Regions from separate parts of the Ovis aries genome. Here region 2 is linked to region 1. Evidence: chromatin contacts called from public Hi-C data. All regions are on one chromosome and are shown on one strand. The core of a region is the stretch at or near the end of the contact, and the rest is flanking DNA. Distances in the headings are between cores, read along the strand shown.

Region 1 (6,078 bases), core at 402-2,901:
CTCCCACCCTAGGATGTGAGCGCCACAGGAGCAAGGGAACACTGATCTGACTTACTCACTCATTTGCTGACCAGAGCAAACGCCTCTCAGACACCACAAGGCACACAGCATGTGCTCAATAAATATTTTTACAAACACATCAAGAAACCACAAATTAGGAAGGGCAAGAATGCCAAACTAGACAAACACCGCAAAAACCAAGCACAGAAAGAGAAGGGAAACAGGATGAAATAGAGTCACTTTAGGGGAAAAAAAAGCAGTTAGTGTGAGGGCATGTGGTACACAGCAATGCTGTGAGGGCAGAGCATGCCTGTGGACAGGAGGACCACTGTCACAAGTCTTGCTCAGCGTTCTGGGACAGAAGGCAGGGAAGAACACGACACATTTGGAAAAGACTCATTTCAAATGGTCAGAATACATAAAATCTTAACAATGAAAATGTTTCAATTGTCTGGAAATTTTGCTTTATGTTGAACAGTTCATTCACTGGTGTCAGTTATTTGAGGTTAATTATTTCGGCCCACTTTTATGCTTTCACATGGCAACACCATGGTCTAGTGCAAAAAGCTCTTAAATTTGGAGACACTGCTCTGCCACTCACCACCTGTGTTACCCTAGACAAATTAATTCTCTAAGTAAGAGGAGTGAATCCATACCCTACCCATACCCTCTACACAATCATGAAGGTCCTATCTCTAATGCTTTATGATGCTACGATTTTATGATCTGAGACAAGTTTTGGAAATTCTTGACCTAAAGAAAGAACTTTTAGGAAAAAATGTTCCCACTGCTGGTTTAACTCTACCCCTATGCATCTTCCTCAGAATTAACAGTATGACATGGGGATAGAACCATGGCCTCTGCTCTAATTTAAGTAAATGATTTTACAACCTTGATGATTTAACTATTATTAATAAAAAATGTCATGCAGCACACCTCGAGAGAGATTATGACACAAAACTGTCCTGACTTAGGGGCTGCTCACAGGGGCCGCCTTCTGTCCCAGAACGCCGAGCAAGACTTGTGACAGTGGCCCTCCTGGCCGCAGGCGTGCTCTGCCCTCACAGCACTGCTGCGTACCACATGCCCTCACGCTGCCTTTTCTTCCCCTAAAGTTACTCTCTGTGGCTTTTTTGACTAAATTGTACAAATGTTGCCCTCTACTTCAAGCCCTCTACTTTACTCAAAAAGTAGCCTGAAAAAATATCTTAAGATTTCAAAATGCTCACCCTTTGCCATCACTCAAATTCTATTGATTATGACAGTTAGGTATTTATAAAATAGTATATACCTATCCTATACAAAATTGTCTGGTTCCTCTGCATAATTGAAGGAAAATGTCAGTACAATACACTGAATAAGTTTCTAAACATAGGCTGTTATTATTTTCATATACATAGAGTAAGGCTATTAAGAAGGGAAAACAAATCTGAAAGCTCCTCTCTAGGTTAAGTGCTGGAAAATACTTACATCTTTAACAAGCAAAGAATCATTTGTAATTATCATGTTCAATGCCTCAATGCAAAGTCAGTCTTATAAATGGCAGAAGAAAAACATCCATACTTCTTAGGCTGTAAAGACACACCCCATAGGGACCGAGCCTGATGTTCAGAGCAAACCTGTTCTGTATCTAGAGCACCACCTGGCGGCTGGAGTGAGACAACAGTCTGGTGCTCTCAACACACTACTGCTTCCTCTTAGTTCTCCAGGGGTCAGAAGAGACCCATGGCAACCTTCTATTTACCACGCTTACCGTCTTATCCTTCAGGCCTGACTCTAACACAACTTTCCCCAAAATAAATATCCCTCAGAAGCAGAGGTCTCCTGATGTGTGAGTCTCTCACAGTAAGTTCTCTGAACTAATTTTAGAAAACAGTGCTTTCTGAGAAAGCAGGATAGCATGAAATTACCTCAATCACTGTAACTTTTAAAGTTATGTAAGACTGCCTGATGGAATAAGCAGGAAAAAAAAGTATTTATAGATAAAAGAGCATAATTTCAGGGACAACAAACAAAAGGTGGCAAGCGGAAACAAGGCTAAGTGCTGACAGTGTTGAAGCTGGGCAATGGGCATACGGAGTTCACTGCACTATTATCTCTACAAACGCCTGAAATTTTCCATTTTAAGGTTCTTTATAATATTAAGGTAAAAATACATAATTCAGATTTATTAATCCTAGTGATGTCTCTCAAATAATATGTGAACTTCTTTCCAAAACGGCTTCTTAATCTAAAACTACTGTAAAAAACAAAGTTTGTTCATCTTTTTCTTTTTAAAAAGCCTGTTTAAAGATTTTACAATAAATGGTAAGTGACACCGTTGATGTCATGACTACCTACAAACAAACAGAGAGTAACTGTCTGGTGTTATTCAATTGTGTGCTTGTGGCCTAGGAAAACATTTCCACTATCTTCATCCATAGATTCAAAGAGCGCTGTGTTTCAAACAATCTAAAGAGAAACAAAGATGATGGGCTCTGTGACCTATGCCAGAAAAGTGACTTTACTGTTGACAAAGACATCGAGCAGGGGATAAACCACTTTCATCTCCCACCATCGTATTCTCTTGTTGCCAGCTTGTGAATGTGTGACACAAAAAAAGGGAAAATGAAAACATGGAACAGAGTGACCACGAAGCCTGATAACCTCCTCTGTTTAATTAGATAGAGAACAGCGTGCTTATAGGAGGGAGTTCTCTGTAGTACAGACCTGTGAAAGTGAAAAGCTAAGTCGCTCAGTCCTGTCTGACTCTGCGACCCCGTGGACTTATACAGTCCACGGAATTCTCCAAGCCAGAATACTGGAGTGGGTAGCCATTCCCTTCTCCAGGGGATCTTCCCAACCCAGGGATCGAACCCAGGTCTCCCGCATTGCAGGTGGATTCTTTACCAGCTGAGCCACAAGGGAAGCCCAGTATAGACCTGTAACAGGGACTTATTAAAAGGAGGCAGGTGTCCACTGCAGATAACAAAGCCACAGAACAAGCAGTTCAAGAAAGATCCTTGTGAACAATCCTTGTGAAGAATAAAGTCAGAGAAGTCACAACCCAAAGGCAGCATCTGCCCAGCCCCTCACCCCAACCAAGGAGTGGTCGGCAATGAAGAGGGGGCAGATAGCAACGGTGCCACCAGAGGGCCCTCCCCACATGACACCAGACGCGCCCAATACACTGCCACACAGCGACCTGACGAGCAAATCACTCAAGCCAGGCTTACTTTCCATACTAACCCCAACTGTATCTCAGGCAGTATACAAAGCTGGTTCGTGTCACATGAGCAGAGAATCGCAAGCTTGGTTTTGACTCCTTTTGTTCCGCTTTGTGTTCAGTTGTATACACAGTACCTCCAAATTCAAAAAGAGAGGAAGAGCTGTTCCGTATCAAACTATCTAAGCACTAAATGATACATATTTTTAAAAAAAAGGAGAGATAGGAATATATACTGCTCTTAAAATTTAAATTAAATTCCCTTTAATTCTATAATAATTCAACTATGATATGATATACACACATATAAACACAAAATCACATCACACGATTATCCTACAATGAGGACAGAAAGGGACACAGTGTAAGCCAACCTCTTGAGGACAGACTTCTTATAGACCAGACAAGGTCTAACCTATTGCTGCTTAAGAGTTTTATTAAGGAAATAAGCTGGACTCACTCATTAAATTTAATACAGCAGATCCCTATTCTAATTGAGAAAAATGTTGAGTCATTAAAGACACTCTTAGAAACATTATTTTTAAACCTCATCGTTATAAATATTCCTGGTCAGGACAACAGTCCTGTCGACTTCATGATCCCTTAGATGCTTCGGCTTACTTCTTTCCACTTTTCTGTTCCCATCAGCATCAGTCTCTCACCTGTTTCATTAAATTATATAAAGTATAAATACAAAATTCTTTATATACATTTCAGCTTATGATCACAGAGGTCACCCAAAATAAGACACTTCTTCCTAACATCCTTTCCATACTCTAAAAACTAAGGATACAAAAAAAAAAAAAAAAAATCCACAAAGTCTGAGACCAGCTCGTTTGGGAGTGCTATGGAGAAAGACATTCTCATACTCTGGAGTAAAGACAGTACAACCATGGAGGGAATTTGGCAATAACCAGCAAAATTCTATGAGCTCTTGTCCTTTGATGCACAGGTCAGATCAAGCAAAAAATACACTTCCACCCAAAGGCACAATGACAAAAGTATACTATCTAAAACAGCAGAAGATTAGAAACAAGTTCCAGTCCATTAACTAGGGATTGCGTGAATAAACTACAATACATCCAATCAAGGAAAAATAAAAACAACAAAGAATGATTCAACACACAAAAAGAGATAGAGCAAACAGAGAAAACTAACCCGTGTTGAATCTAGATGATGGAAACAAGGCAGTCAGTACAGCATTCTCTCAATTTCCCTTTGTCTGAAAGTCCATAATAAAATCTAGAAAACCATTCAGCCAATGCCTCAGAATTGTAATGCGACTACTGGAGCTATGGCTACAGCCTGTTCTTCACACAGTTTAGAAGAGCTGAGATCTACTGGCAGTGAATACTATTAGATAATGGTATTATCTATAACATAGTAAAATTTTAGCTAAAAATCCCATATTTGTATCCTATGGAATTACTTGTATTTTGAAAAATAAATATTCTTAAATGCTGGCTTTATATTGCATTATACAAAAGACAGGTCACAAATTACTCCTGCTTTATTTTATCTAGATAGTATTCTGTTTTGAAAATCTGGTATCTACCTGAATGACTGAACACAGTAATGGAAGCAAACGCACAGAATCACTTATGAAGTCTCATACAATCTCACCCCCTGCAATTATGTGCTGCTTTTCTAAAGATGTTACTGAAAAGAACTGACTTGCTGTTCTGGATGTCAAAGCAATCTATATTTATTTATAGCCTCATCAAATCTCTCAAAAAATAACCTACTTCTTGGGGTGCCTAAGTGATTTTATTTTACAGTTACCAACAGAGTTAAAAATGGATTTTCTGCATTGATATGGTTGCTTAAAGTTCCCAAGTTAGTATGCTGACTGTTATTTACTTCAAATGTTTTACAACAACAAAAGCAAAAATGTATTTTCTTGAACATAATTAAATTAGTTTGGCCCATTATATGGACAAAACCACAAAACAGAGCTGCTGCCTGGAGCCAGGAAAGCAGGTCAGATCATTTGAACTTTCCAGAGAACTTTTCTGGCTTTTCTTTGTCTCTGAGCACTGGAATACTAGCTGGTTACTCACGTAGAAAACTGTAGCCAAGTACAAGGAAAACTCCTGCTCCACGAGAGGAATGCCACACCTGGAGACTGAGAAGCCGAGCAGCATGTCCACATCAGTCTCTCTAGGCAGCCAGCGCCACAGAGAGCTGACTCTTATCTGAGAGCAAGAATTTGCCAAGTGAAGGAAGAATTTCTAGGATAAAAAGCCAGCAAGTAAAGGAGTCACCTACAGCAGTGACCATCTCCCTACACAGAACTACCATTAGGGCAGCTCACAGGTCTTAAAATTCCCTCTTAATGAGCCCCAAGTTTAATAATCTACCTAAAAAAGATCAGAACTAGGACCAAGCTCCTGACCAGTGCCTTGTTCATAAAGCGGAAAGGAACGGTCCCCGCTCGCAGCTCCAAAGCATGGACACAAGGGGGCGCAGGAGGGCTGTAAGAACAGGGACGAACACAATCTCTCTCTCTCTCCACTCTTCTCTCTCTCTCTCTCTCTCTCTCAAGCTACTGTAGGCCAGCTGGCTTACCAGAAGGAAAGTGGAAAGAAAAGAGAAAGTGAAGAAGAGCCCTGATGGCTCAGCAGGTAAAGAATCCAGCTGCAACACAGGAGACACAGGTTCAGTCTCTGGGTTGGAAGATGCCCTGGAGAAGGAAACAGCGACCCACTCCAGTATTCTTGCCTGAAAAACCCCATGCACAGAGATGTCTGGTGGGCTATAGTCCAAAGGGCTGCAAAGAGCTGGACACGGCTTGAGCAACTAAGCAGGGGGTCAGGAAAAAACCTCAAAGACTGGCCTCAAGAACTGAAGCTGCAAAGGCAACTAAATTTAAT
Region 2 (5,671 bases), core at 2,431-4,930, 57 kb after region 1:
TCTTGCTCGGGACACTATTCGAAAAAGAAGGAAAAGACACACATTACAACATACATGTTTATCCACAGGCATTTTCCCAAAACTTCCAACTGCACTTAACTCCCCATTTCCCATTGGACCAAAAGGAAAAAAAAAAATCTCAAACACACTCATCTCTGTGTAAAAACAGGTTCCCCTGGTCAGCTCACCAAAATCTGAAATCAAAGCTGATCAGTCTTCCTAAAAAGCCTGCTCTCTCTACTACACTGTTCCTGCTTCTGGGAACTGAATAAAAATCTCTTCATTAACTGCAGTTTAACAAAACCTCCGTCATCTCTAACACTGGCTCTTCGACCCTCAGACTCCAGTAACCCATCCAGGCACTATGAACACCTGTGTTGATGATGGAAGCCAAGCTGAATGCCCTCGTGTGTAAGGCGTTATGCTTGGGCGTGGCCAAGACCGGTAGGTAATAGGTATGTTGTCAAGGAGCTTCAGGTGCAGTTCCGTGCTGGGCAGGTAGCGGGAGAGGCAAACCCTGCCTGGCAGCACAGGTCCCACCAAATGAACAGCCTACAGGCAGCAGGGCCATGACCTCCGAGCATGGATGATCCAAAATGGGTCATCTTTTAACATTTAAGATAAGCTGCAGACAAGGATTTAAATAAAAGGAGACAAGCAGGAAATGGGGCCAGGAAACTGAAGATGAGGTTTGGTATGAGGGGGAGGGTTCATTAGAGGAAGACACAGGACTGAGGGGAATCGGTTTGACCAGGCCCCGAAAGGGAACAGGCAGTGTGGAACTGTGCTCCAGGAACACCAGCAAAGGCGAACTGAAAAAGCAGCCAAGAGACAAATCCGGCAGGCAGAGTTCAAACACGCCAATGCCTCTGCCTAGCTTGCTCCTCAAGGCCATTTCACTTGAATTTTTGATTGCCCAAACATTCCTCAGGCTGATGAACCCACTGACTCCAAGTTTTGTATTCATATGCATAATTTTCTCCCCAGTTTTATTTCAGGAGAATTACTGTGACCGTGACAATGAATGAGAGACAAGAGGCAAAAGCTAGGGACTAGTTCCTGGGCTGCTGCAGACCTGACCTCCCCTCCCCGCCGCCAGCCCGTCACTGCCACGAAAGCTGTGAGGAAAATGCCCATCTCCCACGGATGGATTCACATCTCTAGGAGCTGCAGAACATGCAGTCTGTATATATGGAGGATACAGAATCCTTTGTTGGCTGACTGTCTCCTAGGGCCTGGTTGAGTAACTGTGCCTTAAAAAGGCGACCCAGCTAGCATAGTAGAATTGGCCAAGCAGGAAATGATCTGTTAATCAACAACTTTTCAGCAGTGGGTGAATAATAGGGGACCAGGGATCAAGAGCAACCCTGAAGAGACAGCCTGGGCAGGGGGGTTCCCAGCTCAGAAGAGAAGAAAAAGCTAGAGAGAGTGGAGGAGGGGTTGCACCAAGTGAAAAGAAAGAAATGTTCTGGTTCTCAGAGAACATGTGGAGTGGTGGTGTCCAGGCAGCGGCCAGCTCTGTTGACTTCTTCACCTGCATGGGTCTGCACTCTCCTCTTCTGCTCCCATAGAATTTAGAGAAAGGCCAGGAGGGAAAAGTAGTCTGAGGACTTGTCCCCGGGCTCTGTGACCCAGTGCCCACACCATCAGGGGCTGCCTGACCTGTCCTGTCTTCAAACACAGAGACCCCTCTTAGCACTAACATTGCTGCTGCTTTTCATTCAAACCAAGCTTTTATTTCAGAGGCCCCTTCGCCCCCAACAATGCTAGAGTTCAGTGCTGAGATTCTTCTCTTTCTCAGGCCCCTCCCCTCACTGGAGACCAACAGGGCCACCTGTAGACCTGGCCATCCCCACTGGGTTATATTAGGTGGACCAAAACAAGGAGCTTAGGGACGGGAGGTCGGGAGGAAGGCAGGAAAAGAAACAGGATGTCAGAAGCCAGCTCAGTTCTTTCTTTAATACATCCAATGCATCCTAGGTAGTCAATAGAGTAGAAAGATAAGACATAAAAATTCTCAGCAGTCAATACAATAGAAATTTAATACACAGAAAGTTCTCAAACTTGAACAAGCAACAGAATCTCCTGGAGCGCCTGTTAAAACTGGCTGCTGCTCCCCACCCCCAAATAAAGCCCTTACTACTTGTTTGTACTTGTGAAAGTGAAAGTGAAATTGTGTCCAACTCGCCCACCAGGCTCCTCCGTCCATGGGATTCTCTAGGCAAGAATACTGGAGCGGGTTAACCATTTCCTTCTCCAGGGGATCGTCCCTGACCCAGGGATCGAACCCAGGTCTCCCGCATTGTGGGCAGACGCTTTAACCCCTGATCCATCAGGGAAGCAGTGCTTAGGGACTGATAAGTGCACAATCATAGAAGTGGTGCTACAAGGGAAAAGGTTCCAAAACTAGTAAAGCACTCTTATAAATATGGGGGTTGTTTGGTGTCAAGCATTCGGTTCTCATGCAAAACTAATTAAAATTACCCTAAAATATATGATCACAGAAAGCTTCCTTCCATAAAATAAAGAATTACCTTCATTAAAGAGAGTGTTGGCCTCTTCAAGGACCTCTGTTAACTTGTCGCTGGCATTCAATATATCCTCCCGGTTTTCTATTTTAAAAAAAATACAAACTTTGGGAAAGGTGCTCATCATAGGCTAACAAGTCATTGACAGAGTAACTAGCAGCAGCTGGAGAGCCAAGTCCCAGCCCCCACCCCCACCCCCCGGTGGAATTATTTTCAGCTGTATTTCTTTAACCAAAACGGCCTGACAACAGAAAAGATGACTACCCCATTAGCAGAATGAACTTGAAAAGGGGACCCACTTCGCTCCCCCTAACCTTCACCCATGGGCTTCCACGCCTTCTGCAGCCTCTAAAGAGCGCTCTTAATCAGAAGGACTCTCTAACTCTGCAAGCCACAGCTTGCACAGCCGGGCCACCCAGAGTTTCAGAATAGGTAGGTCCAGTACACTGGGGAATTTGCATTTCTGGCAGCTGCCTCGGGCGGGCGACTGCCGGCGGGGAACCGCTGGATCTAAGAAAATGCGCCCCGGCTCCTCGTGCCTCCTCTCCCTGGCTTCCAGACCGCGCCCGGCCTCGGGCGGTCCCGCCCCTGGGGGACTCGCGCGCCCCCGCCAAGGTCGTGCCTTGCGATCCGCACGACAGATGCGCGAGTGCCTCGTAAACCCCGAACCCGGGAACGGCCGGGCGGCGCGGGGCTGGTCCCGGGCTCCACGAACCAGCTGGGCCGCGCAGGGCCTGCGCGCCGTTCCCGCCTCGCTACCCTGCCTTACGTTGGACCGAGTTGATAAGCGCCCGGTACTGATGGCGGATCTGGCGGCACAGACTGGGGTCGGTCTCCTCCTCCAGGCTCGCCGGGTCTATCATCTCGTCCCCGGAATCCGACGGTTCGGTATCCTCCAAGCCCGGGCGCTCTGGGGCCTCCCTGCGCTCGGGCGCGGCGCCGCGGCGGGACCCGGGCGACAGCGGGGACCGCGAGCGGGAGCGGGAGCGGGTGCGATCCCGGTGCGGGTCGCGGCCCCGGCCCCGGCCCTCGGGCCGGCGGCCGCTGCTGTCCCCGGACATAGCGCCAAGCCTCCCTGCAACTTTGGAACGGCGGAAGTTCGCGCCAGAAACTGAAAGCCCTGCACACCCTAAGCGCCTGCTCCCCCCGGAACGCGGCTCCCTTGCCGGCGCGAGCGCACAGCGACGCCTGTGGCTGGAGGCCGGCGGCAGGGGCCGAGGCCGGGGGCGCAGTGGCTACAGCGCCGCCAGGCGGGCACCGGGCGGCTCAGGCCCCTGACTTTGCACGCCCCTGACGTTGGATACCCTGTGATCCCACTTTAGATGCTTATAATCTTCGTGGTCTGGTCCTCCGTGCCCACCTTATTAGACTTTCACCTTCCCCGGGGTCTCCCTGGCTCTCCCGGACCCAGCCACACCCTTAAAACAAATACTTAGCATTCTTGCAGCTGGAAATTCATTCCAAGCTCCAGACAGAAATATCTGGGACATTGCCAGGTAATGGGCACGCAGACCGTGTTTGTTGATCGAGTCTCCTGCAGTTAAGCAGGATGCGCGCTGGACATGGAGACGAAAGATGAGATTCTGCCACTCACTATCTGTGACCTTAGTTCCTTGAGCCATTATGGCAGGGACCCAGTGGAGTTTATGAACAGCTGGTAATCCCCCCTCCACTTTTTTTTTTTTTTTGAAAGTGAAAAGTGTTAATCGCTCAGTCCTGTCTAACTGTTTGGGACTTCATGGACTCCAGTAGCCTACCAGGCTCCTCTGTCTATAGAATTCTCCAGGCAAGAATACTGAAGTGGGTTCTTCAGTATACTGAAGAATACTGAAGTGGAAACCCTCAATTCCTGCATTGCAGACAGATTCTTTACTGTCTGAGTTTATTTTTGACTGCACTGGGCCCTTGTTGCTGGGCAGGCAGGCTTTCTCTAGTTGCCACCAGTGGGGGGCTTATCACTAGTTGTGGTTCTTGGGCTTCTCATTGCCTTGGCTTCTCTTGTTTTGGAGCATGGGTTATAGACTTCTGGGCTCAGTTGTGGCACAGGGGTTTGGTTGCCCTGTGGTATGTGGGATCCTCAGATGAATTCTTAACCACTGGACCACCAGGGAAGTCCCAATCCCACCTTTTTTGAGGACAGAACAACTGAACAAACAGAAAATTGACAAGGTTCCTTGATTTTCTTGGAGTAAACTCTGTTAACCATCGTTTTTAAATATCTACACCTTGACAGTTTATGTTCATATTTGGTCCTCAAGCTGAAAGATTCTAAAATACTTTTAAATGGGTCTAAAAACTATGAAATTATATTAATACAGTTTTAAAGATAAGTATATGAATCTCCCACGTATTTTGGATTGTATTGCAAATATTTCTCAAGAGTTCTTTTCGGTGCTGAGAACCCATTTTTTTTCAAAGGAACAATGTCAGTTGAGTTACTACCCAAGTCTACAAAAATACCATGTTGTGAATCAGATGTACTCAGTTTGAGATAAGCACTATTCTTTGCAGCATATATCACACCTCACTCCTGCTTAACCTGGATTTCAGGAAAGGTATGCCCTGAAATGAATCATGGTAATCTCATCCCCATTCCCCGAAGATCGGGCTAGGGATAGGACGTGATTCTGTTCTGGACAGTGATATGGGAGGCAGATTCACATTTGCATCACTCACAAAGCCTGCAGAAAAGAAAAGTCTTTATCACCATCCTCACTCTTCTTTGTGATGCTGGCATGAGGAAATGGAGTCTGGCATGATGGCAACCAATCTGTCTACTACTGACGAGAAGACAAGCATGAGAAAAGACCAGAATACTGGGAACACTGGAGGGCAAGGATGGACATAGATGTGACTGAATTGCTGAGTGTCTTGGAGTCTGCCTACCTCCAGACTCCTTGTTAAGTCAAAGTGTTAGATGCTCAATCGTGTCTGACTCTTTGGAACCCTGTGGACTGTAGCCCACCAGGCTCCTCTGTCCATGGGATTCTCCAGGCAAGAATACTGGAGTGGGTTGCCATTTCCTTCTCCAGGGGATCTTCCCGACCCAGGAATCGAACCCAGGTCTCCCGAATTGCAGGCAGATGCTTTGACCTCTGAGCCACCAGGGAAGCCCTATGGGACCCAGAATAGCCAAAACAACC

The links. A called contact is a pair of places that touch in the nucleus more often than the background predicts.
Region 2: a contact with region 1 is called in a Hi-C map of hypothalamus, with 2.1 times the contacts expected there. The contact joins the promoter of NSMCE4A here to the enhancer-like site in region 1. A contact is called at or near these places in 4 of 16 Hi-C or Micro-C datasets (blood, hypothalamus and tail adipose tissue).

The regions. Positions count from the first base shown.
Region 1 is chr22:41,330,665-41,336,742 of ARS-UI_Ramb_v3.0, forward strand. The region is part of intron 7 of ATE1 (arginyltransferase 1); the gene reads right to left. Among named protein-coding and RNA genes, the nearest start is that of ATE1, 27 kb to the right of the region's middle. Within about 2 kb of position 1,652, at least 6 of the 54 cell types and tissues checked have an H3K27ac peak or open chromatin away from gene starts, as enhancers often do. A contact at or near this core is called in hypothalamus, where this site is marked.
Region 2 is chr22:41,385,975-41,391,645 of ARS-UI_Ramb_v3.0, forward strand. NSMCE4A (NSE4 homolog A, SMC5-SMC6 complex component) reads right to left here and starts at 3,681. Exons shown (of 9, transcript XM_060404567.1): 1 at 3,298-3,681; 2 at 2,535-2,612; 3 at 1-14. The coding sequence starts at 3,589. It overlaps LOC132658392 (a long non-coding RNA gene), which reads left to right and starts at 190. Exons shown (of 2, transcript XR_009597994.1): 1 at 190-444; 2 at 988-2,544.